Regions from separate parts of the Sus scrofa genome. Here region 1 is linked to region 2. A link is a contact called in public Hi-C data. All regions are on one chromosome and are shown on one strand. Each heading gives the region's core, a stretch centred on a gene start, on an enhancer-like site or on the middle of the called end of the contact. The rest is flanking DNA. Distances are from core to core; before and after follow the strand shown. Region 1 holds the start of ARF2 (ADP-ribosylation factor 2). Region 2 holds the start of GOSR2 (Golgi SNAP receptor complex member 2).

Region 1 (4,250 bases), core at 1,040-3,539, 320 kb after region 2:
AATAGCAACATTCTCCTAGCACCTACAAGACAACTCTTTGGTTTTTTTTTGTCTTTTAGAGCCACACCTGCAGCACATGGAGGTTCCCAGGTTAGGGGTCCCGTTGGAACTGCAGCTGCTGGCCTACGCCAGAGCCACAGCAACTTAGGATCCAAGCTTCATCTGTGACCTACACCACAGCTCATAGCAACGCTGGATCCTTAACCCACTGAGTGAGGCCCGGGATCGAACCTGCCTCCTCATGGATCCTAGTCGGGTTCCCTAACCACTGAGCCACAACGGGAACTCCTACAAGACAACTCTTTAGAGGATAGCCTTTCTCCTTAATCTTGTAAGGGACCATGATGACCCATGACCCACTCCTCACTTCGCACATGTAGAACTGGATTGTGTAAACTGTCAATAATATGTCATTTAATGTATAGCCCTCTGTCTCAAAAATTTTATGTACCTGTGCTTTGACTTTTAAGGGGCAGAGTTCTTGGAGCTCTCTGAGAGGCTGTTCCCAAGGTTATAATTCTCAATTTGACTCGAATAAAATTTTCCATTTTTTCTTAGATCAACTGATTAATTTTTCATTGACAATTACATGAAAATGATTAAATAAATCAGGATATATCCATATAATGGGATATCACACAGCTACCAAAACTGTTAAAGACAAAACAAACAAACACAGAATTCCCTGGTGGCCTGGTAGTTAAAGATCCAGCATTGTCACTGTTGTGACTTGGGTTCCATTCCTGGCCTGGGAACTTCCAAATGCCATTGGCATGGCCCTCCAAAATGTTTAAGACAAATGTTAAACACTCTGGAATATACTCATTAAAATATTAAGTGGAGGGAGTTCCTGTTGTGGCTCAGTGGAAATGAATCCAACTAGTATCCATGAGGATACAGGTTTGATCCCTGGCCCTGCTCAGTGGTTAAAGGATCCAGCTTGCTGTGAGTTGTGGTGTAGGTCTCAGATTAAGAGGAAAAGAAGACTGTATGTATTCATAATCTGAACTATGTAAAAATTTCATGGAAAAATGACTGGAAAGAAATAAACCAAAATGGTAACAGTGACTGCCTCTGGATAATAGGATGATGGGTGTTTTTTTTTTTTTTTTTTTTTTCTCTTTTTTGTCTCTCTCTCTGGTGGGGAGTGTCTTTTTTTTTTTATTATACTTTAAAAAATTACTATAATTTTGTTATAGTTAGGAAAAATTATAATTTTAAAAGAATCATGTAGAAAAACCTCTCATACTTTCTTGTATTTACTGTCATATATATATATACACATACATATATATATATATACACACATACATACACATATACAGTCATCACGATCAAGAAAGTATTTGGTTAAAAAGATTAAGGCGTCAGACCTGAACTTAAAACTCTGACCTACTATTTCATTTTCCTCTTTGTAAAATGGGAATAATAGTAGATTCCAGTTCACGGAGCGTTATATCATGCAGGTCAAGTTCTCGACATATTTCCTGGCACATATTAACAGATGTTAGTTTTTCCTAAAATGCACAGTTATATGCCATTTACGGGCGTTTGTAAACTTTTCAGTGAACCAAGTTGGCATTAGGTGTTGAATTAATGAGAACACTTCTCAAGACCGTGGTCCTGAGCATCTGAACGAAGGTGCAGGTTGCTAGCATTTTTCCCAACTGTTGAAAATCTGTTCAAAAACAGGGCGGCTGTCTAGCTTCACACTAAATAGGAAACCTTCCTTATGTCTAACTCTGGTGTCGGCGTCTTGGTGTTTCCCACACAGACCAACGCCCCAAACTAGTTTCTACTTTTAGCTCAACCAAGGCAAATTTCCTTAAATAACGCCCAGAACTTGGCCACGCCCACATGCCCGCACCCAGTTGGTCCTAATACTCCCTGGGTTCGTTCAATCCGTGGAAATTTTCCTAGTTGATTGGCAGAGCAAATCGGAGTTTTTTTTTTTTTTTACTTTTTTGATTGGTCACGAGCAGCACTGGGACGGGGCACATGGGCGTGTCTCGCCGGGACGCGGTGCGTTGTCATTGGAGAATGAAGCCGGTATTTCCAAAGCTTCGTGCCGTCGCCTAGGTCCCCAGGGGCGGGTGTCCGCCCTCCTAGGCTTTTATTCTCCTTGGCATTGGTCAGACTTGTCGTCACTCACGGAACTTCGAGCTCATTGGTAGAAATAAACTCCAAGAGTCAGGGAGTGATTGGTTGGTTACTGTTCCCGCCCCGAGCCTGTCGCCATTTTGCGGAGGGGATCCGAATTCTTAAAGGCAGCGGTATTGGTACCAGTGCTTAGTTCGGCGGCAGGTGAGTCACAGGCGAGGGAGAGATGGCTGAAGGCCTGGCTGGATTTCCGCACCTTTAGAGGTCGGGAAACTAGACAGCAGCAGGTGGCCTTCACAAAGCGTTTGGGTTCCCTGTCCCTTTTCCGCCCTATGAGAAGAATGGCCAGGCTGCGGGGATCGAGAGACTTGGCTCTCATCCTCTGCTGGGCTCTCTGCTCTCCCGAGGGCCCGCAGTTCGAGAGGAAGAGGCCTGGAGGCCAGGCAGAGGGGACACTCGGAGGCCTTCCCCGGGGACCTGGCGCGTCTGCTCGCCCGCTGCGCACGCCCACTTGGCCACTTGCTCCGGTTCTTGTCCTGGACATCTTCCCGCAATTCTCCCTGATGGACAGTTGGTGCTCGTGGGAGGGGAGGGTGAGCGTGCCAAAGAGGCGCCAGGGTCGGCAGCGTCTTCCAGAGGGTCTGCAGCAGCTCAGCAGATGAGTAGGAAAAAAGAGAGGCCGGAGGGAGAACATGGGATGTGTATACTGTGTGCGGTTGGGAGGAGGAATCGAGTATTTGCTTCATAGGACATGCAAGTGGGAAGTAACCTTCCTTCTCCCAGCATGTTCCTCACTGTTTTTCTCATTTATGAGATTTGTCCTTTTTCGGAAACAAAGACAAAGACTCTTTAGTTTGTCGCCCAACAAGCTTTTTGAGTACTGCAGTGCGTTGTATTTCTATATACTTACTCTGTGCGGCTCTTGTAAGAATGATTAAAACATTGAGCATCATTCTTTGGTTAGAGTAGTTTGCCTATACCTAATTTATGTGCAGGATAAATGCTCTGCTCCTTTTCTCAGGTCGTAGAATAAAACGATGTGTGCTTGGACATCATCCATGAAGTTAAGCTACTGTAGGACAAGGTTCAGTTTTAGAGGTGGGGCCTCGAATTTGGTGACCTCCCCTCTGAGGTCCCTAGGGTTCTGATGAATGGGAGATGGACTGTTCTTGTTCCATCTTATCCCTGCTCTGCCCAGGAGTAAAGTTTTCCTTTGGTTTGCAGTTGAAAGGGAAACAAGGGTTGTATTCAGTACTGCTTCTAAGTCTTTAATTGGAATGTCAAGCTCACACTTCAAATAGGCTGATTCGTTAAAATTAAAGATGTAGAGTAAATTTCGGCAAAGCCAATCTGTCTTTGCTATTAGCTTCTTTTATATAATCTTTCATGCACTCGACTGAAAAATAAAATACTGAACATTTATGCAGTTAGATGTCAGTACACCTTTTGGGGAGTAATGACTGGGAAGGGGCACGAGGAAATCTGGGTACAACAAATCATTTTTTGATTTGGTTTATGACATTTCATTGAAGTAAATGTTATCATGTATGTTTATATCTATATGTAAATTGTATTATTTTCCCCTCTTTCTGGCTGCCCTGAGGCATATGGAGTTCCCAGGCCAGGGATCAGATCCAAGCCACACTTGTGACCTGTGCCGAAGCTGCAGTAGTGCTAGATCCTTTAACCCGCTGTGCCAAGCCGGGGATCGAACCTGTGTTCTGGTGCTACAGAGATAACCACTGATCCCATTGGGCCACAGTGGGGACTCCTATATCTATATGTCAAAAAAAGTTAAAAAAATTGATTAAGGCATTCTCTGGTAGTGTAGTAGGTTAAAGATCCATTCTGGCCATTGCTGTGGCTCAGGGCACTGCCCTGGTGCAGGTTTGATCCCTGGCCCAGGAATTTCCAAATGCTGCTGCTGGCAAAGCCAAAGGGGGAAAAAAATTAAGAGTAAGGTGAGTAACGGTCAACTCTGGATGCTATGGTATATTTGCAACTCTTTGCCTAGTTAATTTCTCTATTAGCAGTGTAGTTTCCCAATGCTGTATTTCCTCACCTCTGAAAATTTTTCCGGGTATTGATATGATCTGCTAGCCAAAGGCAACTACTAAATTTCTAAGAGATGTTACTATTTAACCTGACTT
Region 2 (4,001 bases), core at 1,138-3,637:
AGTTCATCTACACTTCACGAATCTTGTTTGGGACACTAATTAGTGTTCCTCCTCTAAATTTACAAATTATTGAGCTTCCTGGTTTACTCTGATCAGCTACCTGCTACACTGATAACAGGCAGCCTGGGACTCTGTGAGCAAAATTATTCTTAAGAATAAACTGGGTTGTGGTCTCCCTAGCATCATTCTTTAACCAAAATTAACCAGCTGAGACTGTACATCACAGATTAACTTCAAAGCACTACTCAGTCCACTATGCCTTGCTATTATAAAAAACCTGCCCTTTCTTAGTAACATGAGCATAGTTTCCTGTTTCATTCCTTTTCCATCTGATTCACAGATCTAGGTTTTAAAGTCTCCTATAATTTTTATATGAAAGAGAATAAGGCTCCCCAGTGTAAGACCAATTCAAAACTATTAAAAGTTAGGCACTATATTTTCCTTCTCCCAAACCAAACACTTATTCAATAAAATAAAATAAAAAATGACACAGTAACTCAACGAAATATAAACTTAGAAAATGAAATAAGAGGATCATCATCCCTCTTATTCTAATGCTCTGAAGAATTTCTTTTGTTGTGAATTCATTAGGAAGGCACATCCCCATTTTATTTCTTTTCCAGCCCCTAAGGGTGTGACTTAATGAGTTTTTATCAGCACAAAACTATAGCATAAAATTGAAAGTTGTTAAAACAGTTGTTAAAAAGTTGTAAAAAAGTTGTTAAAATAGGATCGGTATATGTACACACTCTGGAAAATTGAAAACAGAGACTCAAACAGCTATTTGTACACCAGTATTCTCAGGAGTATTAGTCACAATAGTCAAAAGGTGGAAACCATTAATAGATGAATGGATTACAAAACACTATGTGTGGGTGTGTGGGTGTGTGTGGGGGGGTGTATGTGTGTGTATCCACAGAAGAGTATTATTCAGCCACAAAAAAGAACGATATTCTGATGCATGCTATGACTCAGATGAACCTTGGAAACACTGTCAAATGAAACGCTAGACACAAAGGACAAATATTGTATTATTCCACTTATATGAGATATCCAGAATAGGCAATTCAGAAACAGAAACTAGAACAGGCTCCCAGGGACTTGGGGAGAAATAGGGAGGAACTGTTTAATAAGTTTCTTTTTAGGAGAGTGAAAACGTTCTAGAAATGGGTAATGTTGACAGTTACACATCGTGAATATACCTGATGTCACTAAATGGTACACTCAGAAATGATTACAATTTTAAACGGTAAATTAAATGATATTGATAATTTAAAAATTAAACGGTTAACTTTTGAATGGTAAGTTGTATGTTATGTATGTTTTACCACAATAAAAAAAAAAATAAATCATAAAAAATCTTCCCCCAAAATAGGATAGGTATGATTCTATTTCCATGTTCAGCTACATATCTCAACAAGTTCCAAAAATGCAGGACAATATGAATAAAGGGCACTACCAAGGAATTTAAGTTATGAGATGCTAAACCAAAATTCAATTTCCTTAAAAATAGTCTCTAACCAGATCTGAATAACAAGTACTGTAATAATACTGAACGCTATCTATAGGGCATTCTTTCTATCCTAAAAATATGGTCTTTAATATAAACCAAAATCGTAATAAAAGAAAAAAAATCACGGTGTAGCAGCAACAAGATTTGGGTCAACCAAGAGAAGGAAATGACATCATTCAGGAGCAGTGAGCTATTAATTAAACTTTTTCTGACGATTTTAGTCCAGTGATGGAAACTTCCAAACTGCTCTAGGAGATCCTGGTTGGTACTGCTCATTCATCTGCCATCCGATCATACCAAATGTTAGATCTTTTTTCGTACCTGCCCTGACTCTCCAACTAAACAGTAAACGCCTATGTGCAGGGGCCGATTTCCCACCAGCTCTACCGATATGGACCAGAGTTGGCAGGTACCGGACAAAATATTACAACCTGTAGGTGCTACTTTCACTTCACCTAGTCTACCCGGCAAGTAGTCCCTGCCTCAAAACTCTCAGGAAGCATTCGGCCCAACGTCCCCGAGCACCAGGCCGGACCCTCTGGCCGCCGCTGACCTGGGCGTCCAGCCAGAGATGGAACACTTCCGAGCTGCCCTCGCCCCGAGCCCGACCCCCGACAGCGCCCAGGTGAAGGACTGGGCCTCCATACTGACGGACGCCTGAGGCCTCAGCCCGCGGTAGGGGTGGGGCGGGGGAAGTCCTCGCCTAGCCTGGCTTCGTCCCCGCCCGTGCCCGACGCATCCCTCACTTGTGCGTTTGCTGGTACAGCGGCTCCATGTTGCCGGGCCCGCCGGGTCCCGCTCCGGCTTCCTCGGAACACGTCCCCACGGCCCCACTTCCGCCTTCCGGCTTCCGGTCGCAGGACCCTCCCGCCCCTGCCGGCTGGGACTGCCCCAACACGCGCCCTACTGATGATGGCTGCGAGAAAGGAGAAGGGGAACGAGAAAAGAGCCCTGAAGAAGAAGGCGAAGTGTAGTCAAATGTTGTGCCTCAGGTAGGGGGAGAGGAACCAGAGGTTTTGGCAGGAGGCTATTTTTCTGCATCGAATCAGGCATTGGCAAGGGCATTCATAGAGTACTGACGTGGGGTCCTCAGAGTAAGGTCGGTGGCCAGCGGACGGAGAGCTCATCTCTGCCGGAGCAAGGTTAGGAGGGTTCCTGCTTGAATTTACCTTATAGTGTTTAGTTGGGTGACTGGAGATGTCTCTCTTCACAGGAGCCTCTGGTGCAAGCATCTCCTATCTCGCCCCCACCACATTTATCCATCTAATAAACCCACAATGAATGAGTGGCTACCGTGTATCAAGCTAGGACATGAAGGCTTTGGACCCTTGGGCATCTCCAAGTAGACGTTATCCGTTTCCATCCTCCCAGGCTTATCTGCCGTTCCTCCCAAGGGAGGAAATGTTCCTTTTCCTTTGACGAGTTGATGCTTCTATTTTCCTGTATCCTAGTCCCACCCAGTTTTGTGTCCCAAGAGATTGTCCACCCATGTACATTCTTTCTCTAACATTTTCACATTCTAATGCTTATTTATTAATGAGCACCTACTATTAGAGGCACAGATATTGGGAGGAGAAATACAAGTAAGACATAGCCCCTTGGAGTTCCCCTTGTGTCTCAGTGGGTTAAAAACCCAGCTAGTATCCATGAGGATGAGGGTTCCATCCCTGGCCTCGCTCAGTGGGTTAAGGATCTGGCGTTGCTGCAAGCTGTGACATAAGTCACGATGTGGCTCAGAGCTGGTGGTGGTGTGGCTGTGGTGTAGGCCAGCAGCTGCAGCTTGGATTCGACCCCTAGCCTGGGAGCTTCCATATACCATGGGTGCAGCCCTAAAAAACAACAAAAAAGGGGGGGAGGCATCATGCCCTCAAGCTATATGATAAGGTAGCATAAGCGCTACAACCAATACAAAGTACTGGTTATCTGGAGAAAAGCAGGAAGGATTCAAGGACTAAATAGCCTATGAAAAGAGCCTTCAAAAATCAACAGAGTTTAGGAGTTGCCTGGTGGCCCAGCGGGTTAAGGATCTAGTGTTGTCACTGCTGTGGCACAGGTTCAGTTTCTTGCCTGGGAACTTCCACATGCCACAGGTTGCAGCTGAAAAACAAGAGTTTTAACAGTGTCTTGCACACACTACCCATTCTATAAATGTTAATTGTATTGGCCTGGTGGAGAGCAATGAGGCTGAGGAGACCCTGAACAAAGGCAAACAGGGGGAAAGAACATGATCTCCTGTGGCCCCTTTAGGGAGCTTGGAGGAGTAATAGTATTAGAAGGAAAGTTGGAGCCAGATCACGGGAGAATCTTAAATGTCATACTTGGACTTGTACTGTAAATTCTTATCTATAAGTAGTTGGAAGCTTTCAGAGCCTGGGTAGAAATTTCAGATTTTCGCAAAGAATTTTTATGTTTATGTTTCGGTTCTTCTTTGGACCTCACAGTATTCCTGTGAGGTGGGTAGAGCAGACAAGAAAACTGAAGTCCAGGG

What was found. A called contact is a pair of places that touch in the nucleus more often than the background predicts.
Region 1: a contact with region 2 is called in a Hi-C map of skeletal muscle, with 4 times the contacts expected there. The contact joins the promoter of ARF2 here to the promoter of GOSR2 in region 2. A contact is called at or near these places in 1 of 47 Hi-C or Micro-C datasets (skeletal muscle) and 1 of 2 datasets of contacts at active chromatin or transcription factors (alveolar macrophages).

Annotation. Positions count from the first base shown.
Region 1 is chr12:17,445,987-17,450,236 of Sscrofa11.1, reverse strand. It overlaps ARF2 (ADP-ribosylation factor 2), which reads left to right and starts at 2,289. Exons shown (of 5, transcript NM_001145220.1): 1 at 2,289-2,304. All of the region lies in intron 1 of LOC102165973 (a long non-coding RNA gene), which reads right to left.
Region 2 is chr12:17,766,468-17,770,468 of Sscrofa11.1, reverse strand. It overlaps GOSR2 (Golgi SNAP receptor complex member 2), which reads right to left and starts at 2,387. Exons shown (of 6, transcript XM_003131316.6): 1 at 2,260-2,387. The coding sequence starts at 2,288. LOC102167870 (a long non-coding RNA gene) reads left to right here and starts at 2,521. Exons shown (of 7, transcript XR_002337079.1): 1 at 2,521-2,655.